Regions from separate parts of the Mus musculus genome. Here regions 2 and 3 are each linked to region 1. Evidence: chromatin contacts called from public HiChIP or PLAC-seq data. All regions are on one chromosome and are shown on one strand. Each heading gives the region's core, a stretch centred on a gene start, on an enhancer-like site or on the middle of the called end of the contact. The rest is flanking DNA. Distances are from core to core; before and after follow the strand shown.

Evidence for each region. HiChIP or PLAC-seq counts read pairs in DNA pulled down with a chosen protein or histone mark.
Region 2: a contact with region 1 is called in an H3K27ac HiChIP or PLAC-seq map of microglia, with 6 times the contacts expected there. The contact joins two enhancer-like sites. A contact is called at or near these places in 17 of 39 promoter capture datasets (the 3T3-L1 cell line, 3T3-L1-derived adipocytes, the C10 cell line and 11 more), 2 of 15 datasets of contacts at CTCF or cohesin (both in the NIH/3T3 cell line), 51 of 484 Hi-C or Micro-C datasets (3T3-L1-derived adipocytes, the AML12 cell line, B cells and 33 more), 11 of 115 datasets of contacts at active chromatin or transcription factors (VIP interneurons, bone marrow-derived dendritic cells, embryonic stem cells and 7 more) and 1 of 9 other capture datasets (embryonic stem cells).
Region 3: a CTCF HiChIP or PLAC-seq map of pro-B cells shows a contact between it and region 1, with 16 times the contacts expected there. The contact joins two enhancer-like sites. A contact is called at or near these places in 4 of 15 datasets of contacts at CTCF or cohesin (the NIH/3T3 cell line, large pre-B cells and pro-B cells), 8 of 484 Hi-C or Micro-C datasets (CD4 T cells, CD8 T cells, bone marrow-derived DN2 thymocytes and 4 more) and 11 of 115 datasets of contacts at active chromatin or transcription factors (the 230-238 cell line, bone marrow-derived dendritic cells, cardiomyocytes and 8 more).

Annotation. Positions count from the first base shown.
Region 1 is chr7:67,242,574-67,245,515 of GRCm38.p6, reverse strand. All of the region lies in intron 8 of Mef2a (myocyte enhancer factor 2A), which reads left to right. Among named protein-coding and RNA genes, the nearest start is that of Lysmd4, 22 kb to the right of the region's middle. Within about 2 kb of position 1,440, at least 83 of the 459 cell types and tissues checked have an H3K27ac peak or open chromatin away from gene starts, as enhancers often do. A contact at or near this core is called in microglia and pro-B cells, where this site is marked.
Region 2 is chr7:67,562,947-67,565,888 of GRCm38.p6, reverse strand. All of the region lies in intron 5 of Lrrc28 (leucine rich repeat containing 28), which reads left to right. Among named protein-coding and RNA genes, the nearest start is that of Gm23233, 6.3 kb to the left of the region's middle. Within about 2 kb of position 1,393, at least 19 of the 459 cell types and tissues checked have an H3K27ac peak or open chromatin away from gene starts, as enhancers often do. A contact at or near this core is called in microglia, where this site is marked.
Region 3 is chr7:67,501,700-67,504,641 of GRCm38.p6, reverse strand. No RefSeq gene overlaps it. Among named protein-coding and RNA genes, the nearest start is that of Gm34079, 18 kb to the left of the region's middle. Within about 2 kb of position 1,476, at least 44 of the 459 cell types and tissues checked have an H3K27ac peak or open chromatin away from gene starts, as enhancers often do. A contact at or near this core is called in pro-B cells, where this site is marked.

The DNA of each region.
Region 1 (2,942 bases), core at 191-2,690:
ATTAAAACTGTCATATAAGCTATTTATACCCTTATCTCTGTAAAGTTACACTGTATTTTACATACAGCAAGAGTTTGATATTATTTTGACATCTGTCTTGTAAATTGGAGATAACAAAATGATATGTTTAAGTGAGCAGCTGAACTATATTTGCCTACTTGTACGCTGAGTGCTTGTTTTGTTGAGTAAATGATCAGTTTATTCATTTGCAGAGAAACCAGTGAGGCTTAGGACACTTCACAAATTGGAAGAAACTTGACTTACTCAAGTGAAATAGGAAATATCAATGAGCAGACTGTTTCTAGCATAGAAGTATTTCATAACCACTTAAAAGGAGAAAACCTGTCTTATTCATTTTTACTGTTTTTAAAGTTTAACAGTTCCCTTCCAGTCTCTTCTTTGTCATATGCAAGGCTTTACCCCACTAAGATAGTTTTATTCATGGGAACACTGTTATTTGCAAATGGTAAACATATATTATTACTCAAAACTATAGCATTTATTAGTAAACACTTACTGTGTCTTATAATGTGTTGGCCACTGGGAAAATAAAACACACAGCAGTTTTCTAACAATAGAGTCTGGTAGTAGACAGGCATGTATACAAACTGTCTGGCCAGATGGGGTAGCTATGCAGGGATTAAATGTATATGTGCACAGTGTTAAACTTGGAAGTGTCTCAGAAGCAATGCTGTGTGTAGGAGAGACCCATGTAAGAGGAGGTGGGATTAAGGGACAGGATGGGGCTTTAAATCATTGGCTAGAGAATTTAAAAGAATTTTCCTTTATTTTGAAAAAGCAACTATAATGTAGAGGCAAGTACTATATGCATCGTTTGATATGTATAGAACCTCTGTAAAGTTGCAAACAGCTACTAGAATCCAAATGCCATGTTTTTCTAAAGAAAGATCTTGTTGCAAGTTCCAACAGTCTTAGTTAACTCTCTTATCCCTCTTATGTGCTGAGTACAGTCGGAGGAAGAGGAATTGGAGTTGGTGAGTGTGGTTTCCTGCTTGAACAGAGTTGAAAAATATATAAATAGTACTAATTATTTTAAATGTTCTTATTTAACCTTTGTTCCTTTGTTACAAAGATATTTTTCTATTTGTTTTCCACTATCCAAACATTTTTTAATCAAGAAATCCACCTACTGGCACTACTGATCCTAGTTATGTTTATGTTTATTGCTGTATATATTGGTCCCTTTTATTTGATGGGTAAAGGAGAAGACATATTGAAGTAACTTGTAAAAACAATAGCTATCCATGAACACAAGATACTTAAGCTTTTTTTGCTAAGGAAGTACACAAAATACCTTATGTGGCTTTCGAAATTATTAAAGTGTTTTTAGAAAATGACTTCACCCTCAGAGTCCCTGAGATCGTAACACAGAATCTTGTGTTATGTTTCTTTCTTTCAAAAAGATTACATCATTTTTGGTGAGGTCACCTTTTTCAGAGTTGATTATCTCATCCTGCATGAGGCAGTCGGAACCACAAGGGGGTTCCCTGTTTACAAAAAGAAGTGGCTGTGATTGAACACACACACATTTGCTTCTTACGAGGAATGTTTGAGTCTTTAAAAGCAGCTCTTACCTGTTTATCCAAAACATATTTTATGTTGTTTTTTTCCTGTGGAAAAAAAACTTGACTAAAAATAACTTACCTCTATGTTGGGAACTAAAACCCAAACTCAACAGATGTCATCATATGCATTCCAAGTCTAATTAGATGACTCCGATTTAAAGGGAATAAAAACTTGTGAGTGTTCCAGTGTTAGCATGGGCAGGGGTTAGGAGTGCATGTGAGCATGGGGTGTAAAGGCACCCACTATTTTCATTTCCTTATGATGACATGTTTATGCATGCTGGTGTGTTTTTAACAGTTTCTTTTCAAATAAGTTTCTTTGTTCTTTATCCTTAAAATAAGAGATGATCTTTTATTTGTTCTGTGCTTGCTCATTTTTGGATTGGTATATGAAATATACTCACTGATTAGCTATAAATGTGATGCTAGATTATACAATGAATATCTTTGGGGGGAAATTCTTGAGTTAAGGATGCCACTAATGGTTGCATTATGGTTCAAACTGAAATAATTCATCTTTTACTAGACCCTGCTCTTTACCCTTAAATTATTGTCCTAAATGCTTTAATTATCTATCACTGTGTTGCCCTCTAGTGGTTCTGAAAGTCACTTACTCACGGAACACACTGCTTGCAGGGATCTAGCTGGTGGGCAGACCAAGTATGGAGGGTCATTATTTCTACAGTCTTTGAAGTCATACCAAGAAGTTGCCATGAAGATGCAACTCTAAAAAGCCCAGAGTAGGGATAGCCTACACAGAACCATCTGAACACTATTTTTACCTAGTTTTATTTGAGACCAGATTAAGTCTCTCCCTCAAAAACTCATTGAAATTGTTGACTCAGTGCTGAGCCTGAACTGTTTCTCCACCTGTCATACCAATGTGTGACACTGTGTGACTTTGCCTTCCTTAAAATGACACTTAACTGCAGAATCTCAGAGATAGTTTCTGAGTGTGTTGAAATGTAGAAATCATGAAGATAAGAAAGATCGCTAAAAAGTGTAGTCAATCACACTCTTTACAACTTCATAAACACCCATGGAAGGAGTTACAGAGACAAAGTTTGGAGCTGAGACGGAAGGAAGGAAGGAGCATCCAGAGACTGCGACTGCCCCACCCGGGGCATCCATACCATAATCAGCCACCAAATGCAGACACTATTGCATATGCCAGCAAGATTTTGCTGACATGACCCTAATATAGCTGTCTCTTGTGAGGCTATGCCAGTGCCTGGCAAATACAGAAGTGGATGCTCACAGTCAGCTATTGGATGGAAAACAGGGCCCCCAATGGAGGATCTAGAGAAAGTACCCAAGGAGCTGAAGGGGTCTGCAGCCCTATAGGTGGAACAACAA
Region 2 (2,942 bases), core at 144-2,643, 320 kb before region 1:
TGTATGCAAGCCAGCCTGAGTCCACCCCTCAGGCTCTGTCAATCAGTCCGTGGTCTGTTTTCTAGCTCAGGAGTTTAGACTTTCCCAGGTAATGACAACTGAGAGCACACGCAGTGTGTGTCCTGCCTAAGCTTTGTCGTGTTTTAAGAGCTGACTCTTGTTTCCATTGAGTTTCCGGTTTTGAGCTTTCTCCTTCATTGTTGCAGCTTTAGTTTGCCCTCCGCACTTATCCCATGGTTAGTGTTCATTCCTTTTCCTCCATTGTCTCGTGATGGGAGCTTCGGGAGCACGTCTGGAGCTTTCCTAGTGAGAGCTGCCAAGCTCTAGCCACCCTCTGCCATGCCCCTGTTACCCTCCTGTCACTCTGGGCATTTTGTCTGGATTGTTTTCATTTGCTCAAAAATATTTTCTAATTTTCTTTCCAATTTCTTTTACTTGTTGGTTATTTAGAAATATGTTGCTTAATTCTCAAGTATTTGGGGGATTTCCCAGATTTCTTTCTACTTTAATGCCCATTTGGTCAGAGTCCCTCCTCTGTATGATTTCAGTCCTGTTAAATATGAGACATACTTAATGGTGTAGTGCCTTGTTAGCCCTGGATAGTGCATCATGTGCTCAAACAGAGTGTGTTTTCTGGTGTGGTTGCTAGGGTGTCAAAAGAGCAGTTTGCTTGATGGCAAAGCTTGAGTCGACTGTATCCCTGCCATTCTCATGAGCTGTGGCTCTGTGGGTTGGTGACAGTGGTGTGTCACATGCTCCCTTGTCATCGTTGAAATGATACTTTTTCTTCTCACTTGTGACGTTTTTGTCCCTTCATTTTGAGTTTTCATTATGTATCTGTATACTTGTAATTATTGTTTGATTTCTCCTGAATTAATGATCATTTAACGATTATGAAATATTCCTCTATCTCTTAAAGGAACTCATATCCTATAATAGATAGATAATTAGAAAATTAACCTCATTTCTCTGTGGTTGTTGTTTGCTACTGTGCTTTTTCCTCCTTTGACTTAAAGCATAGCTGTGCCTTCGAATCTAAAGTGTGCTTCTTATAGATATCGTGTCTTTTTTATTTTTAAATTTCAAAGCAAAAAGCCATATAAAAGAGTATAAAACTTTGGAGAGATATCCAAAGGGGGATGGGCAGGAGCTACGTGACTATGCGAAGAGAAGCTTTTATAGAGAAGTCAGTACCGGGAGGGGTCGCAGCAGCTTATGGACACAGCACAGAACACAGCACGGGCCGAGCAGGCAGATTGAGATTCAAAGGACAGACGGCTGTGCACAGCCCACTGACCGCTGCCCACTTGCCATGACGTAAAAGCACACCACACTATACTATAGGCAATTCTACACGAGCAGGGTTGGGGGTGCGGGGGTGGCCTTCTACACTACTGTAAGGGCTAGGGCAGAGGAAGTTCTATTCACAAGGAGGAACTAGGGGGGCTTTAACCGGTCTCTGGCCATAAGGGGCGGCCTGGGGCCCTGGGCAGTGGCCTTCTGAGAAGAAATGGCACCTGGTAAGGTGGAGGCCAAGGGCTTGACAACAGGGTCCCAGTGGAAAAGCCCCATCAAAGTGGCTGAGACTTTATGGCCACTTGGTCCCTTTTTCTAGCTACTGGACTAGACCCAGGGTCTAAGAATGACCTTGCTGGGTCTCCCTTCCTGCTAGGACCAATGACCCTTCCACCAAGGGCACCTCTGGAGTACCCAGCACTCACAGAGGCCCCTCTTTCCTCTCTGGTCTTAAACTTGTTTAGAAGCCTTTTTGTTGGACTGAAATGCCCTCTTAAATCCAAGCTGCCCAGGCTGAACGGATGGAGGGGTCTGGCCTGGTATTTGTCGATGGCTAGAATTTGAGAGGCAGTCTAACATCCTTATACATTTGATTGGCTTTTTTAATTTCCTTTTTCATTTTTTTGTTTTTCAAAACAGAGTTTCTCTGTATAGCGTTGGCTGTCCTAGAATTTGCTCTGTAGACCAGGCTAGCCTCAAACTCAGAGGTCTACCTTCCTCTCCCTCCAAAGTACTGAGATTAAAGGCAAATGCCACTACACCTGGCTCAGTTTACACTTAGTACAGTTATTTATATAGTTGTATTTACATCCGTCATTTCGCCATTTATAGTCCATGTAACTCATAAATATTCTTGTTCCTTTGTTGTTGTTGTTTTAGCTTAATTTTTTAGTTTGTGATGGAGCAGGGGAGAGACAGACAGATAGAGACAGACAGCAGTCTTGAGTGTGTGCGTGGTGTGCTTGTGGAGTGAGCTGAGAGTGGACTCACGCTACTAGGCTTGCTCAGCCAGTGCTAATACCCCTAAGGCCTCTCTCCAGCCCTCACCTTAAGTATTTTTAGTGCAAAACTTCAGTTTTGTTGGCTTTTAGGCTTTATGATTTTAGGTGTCTTGCTGCCGTGAACATGAGAAGTCTGTTTCTAACAGTGTTGTACAGGATGTGAATATAGGTGTTTCTTTGTGTTTATAGTCTTTATTGAGCTTTTTGGATCTTTAGATTAAAATTTAGCCACTATTTTCAGTTGTTTCTACCCTCTTTTCCTGATTTTCTTCTTATTGGGATATCAAGTAATTTTGCAATTGCTTTCTGTCCTACAGGTGTCTGTAGTTCTGTTGATTTGTGTCTTTCTGTTGCCTTCTGGTCCTGCCATTAGTGTTTTCAAGCCTTCTGTGGAGCAGTTGTGCCTTTAACTTCCTTGGATCAGGGCATTTACTTTGGACCATTTTAGTCCTTTGGAATGTGAGACCTGCTTAGTGTTACAGCTGTGGTGAAACCTGGAACAATGCAATGTGTCTTTTGCTCTAGTTTTTGAGGTGTCACATGAGGTCAGCTTGATTAGTTTTTTTAATAATTCCTATTATGCTCTTTTCTAGGAAAACAAAAATTTGGGTTTGGATCCTCATGTTTTGAACAATGGTCCAGAGC
Region 3 (2,942 bases), core at 227-2,726, 260 kb before region 1:
CTCTGCTTCTGCTGGGCAAGGCCAGCGTTGCCGGTCAACAGTTGGAGAGCATTGACCTGGAACTGAGGCCAGAGTGCGCACTGCATTGTTCTCATTAGCAATATTGACATGTGACATAATTCTCGTCCCTCTTGTACAGAAAGGCCCTTCCAGAAAAACCCAAGAGTTTTACATGGAATGTTTCATGTGGTGGTCTTCACTAGAGCCTTTTTGAGAACATGCCGTCCAGTACCTCAGCTTCAAATGGCCACTGTAGCTGACAAGACAATGCTCACTCCCAAGCTTTGACTGTGAGGCTGCTTGCTTTCCGAACCTGCTGCTCCTTCCTAGCAAGATTGTCTGATGCTATTTGTACTTATACAAAAATTCTCCACCCAATGATATCCTGGCTCCTCTGAAACACACACACACACACACACACACACACACCCCAAATGCAGCTGAAGTCTGGGAAGAAGTCACACTCAGACCAGCAACGAAAAGGAAACTTAAAACCACCTAGGACTCACCACTCTGTACAACACTATAAGAACAAAACAAAACAAAACAAAACAAAACAAAACAAAACAAAACAAAACAAAAAGTCTTTCCTAAAGGTTTGTACTCAGGTGAACGCCTGGATATCTGCACTCGGAGGTAGAGATGAAGATTCTGATCCATGTTCATTATCCAGAGTTGAGGACTCTAATACATGTTCATTATCAGGAGTTGAAGCCAGACTCAGCTACATGTTCATTTAAAGATTCCTCCCTGCTCTGCTTAGGGAAAAAAAAATTGAGGGCATAAATAATGAATGAATGAATAACTAGCTGTCATGCTGATGTCGAGTCTAAGAAGCAAGCCACTGTACTCTCAGACTCAGGGAGCCTGCTCTCTAGCTGTTCTGGCCTATATAGAGGTTTAAGAATATCCAGACATGTATCTGTTACATGAAATAATCACCTTGGTCCTAAAAATACTCTCTTGCTACTAATTCAATTAAAAAAATGCAGTGGGAACGCTTAATGAAGCTTTCTAGGTGGTTAAAACTCTGCTGCCAGAAAAAAATCCTATTCTTAGAACCTCACAGTCAAATGGCAGGAAACAGAAGGTACACCCTCGGCAGAGAAGTGCCAGCTCTCGAGCACATCTTGTGAGACCTCACTGAGCAGAGCTGAGGCAGGGCAGCTGCACAGGGCTTTCGTGTATAGTGTTGTGCCCCTCGGGGAGAGGGCAATTGATGAGAGGCCAGATGCCCTTGGGACACTCAGGACTAGTTGAAACCATCCTACCCCACCTTGCTTTGATGATGCTGATGGATAAGATAAGTTTTCATTTTTCAGCACCTGGTGTTAACAAGGCAGACTTTACAGCATCAAAACAACAAAGGAAAAAAACCAAAACAACGTTTACAGATTGGCAGTGTATCAGGGAGCAGAGAGCAGCAAGGGAAGTGGGGAGATCTTACAACAGACACCAGCAGTGTGAAAAGATGACTTGCCTCAAAGCCAAGGGGAGACAGAGCGTGCCTTGGTGGGCTTTGTGGAGAGACCCACGGATGGGGCCAGGCTGGTGGGGGGAGTCGATGGAACAGAGCCCCTAGGAGGTGTCACCAAAACCAGCCCCCACCCACTCCTTTCTAGGGTCTCAGCCTCTTCTTCCTGCCGGGCACAAGTGTGAGGCAGGGCACACCTTGGAAGGCCAGTCTGTAATAATGAAGTCCCAATGCTAGAAGGAAGCCAATGCTTCCATGGCTTGAGCCAGCAAGCTGAGCTGTGTACACCGGAATGCCATCCCTCCTTAGCAGTCCTGAGAGAGTGTTGTGGGAACAGATACTTGCACCCACATTAGACAAAGAACATGGAGGAGTTGAAGCTAAAATTTCACAGCCTGATTGCAAGAGATTCAAGGTTAAATTTTACTCATTTACTCTGGGACTGGAGTGGGCTGTACTGAACTGGGGCCCATCCCCAAGGGAAAAACAGACTGACTGTAACAAAAACGGACCACGTGAATACAAGTTCCCAAGAAGGAGGAGGTGAGGGAGGCAGATGTGGCCAGAGAGTCTGAAGGATGCAAAGCCGTCAGACAGGAAACGGCCAGGGAGGAATGCTCCAGACAGAACTGTGTGGTGGGCAGCTCTGAGGTAAGCAGATGCTGGGTGTGTCCTGGGACTGAGGGAAGACAAGTATGACCAGACATGGTAAGAAATGGACCAAGTCTGGGCTAGAGAGATGGTTCAGCCGTTAAGGGCACCGATTGCTCTGGCAAAGGACCGAGGTTTGAGTCCCAGCACCCACATAGCAACTCTCAACTCTCAACCCCCGTTCACAGAATCCGACCCCCTCTTCTGGTTTCTATGGACAGGTCATGTGAGTGAGTCACATATACACACAGAGGTAAAACACCCATACACATTAAAGAAAATGATTTTTTAAAAGTTAGAGAAATCTGCAGAGTCAGGGGCAGTGAGGATATCCAACCACAGGCTAGACCTGCCAACACTGTGTGCCAAATATAGTAGAGGCTTGTGGGAATTCAAGAGATTACCCAAGATACAGGACCTTGGGGACAGGGCTACCCACAAGAAAACCTCACTTTTGGATAGCTCAAAAAGATCAGACATGTATGGATGAGCGAGGAAACGAGAAAGAAAGTCAAAGTAGAGACCTTGGCATCTAGCCCCTACACTCTCATGACTCCACAGTATGGTAGTAAGCTCTCTGGTACTATAACAAAACACCTTGAATAACCTACTTATGAAGGGGGGAAAGGGTTGTTTTTGTTCACAGTGTTGATGGTTGCAGCCTGATTGGCTGTCTCTGTTGCTTTGGCCATGTGGTGAGGCAGCGCACTATGGTGGGAACATATGATGGAACGAAGCTTCCCACCTCATGGACAGGAATCATGAGAATAGGAAGAAGCTGTTGGCCCGGAGTCCTCTCCAAGGGCATGTCCCCAGT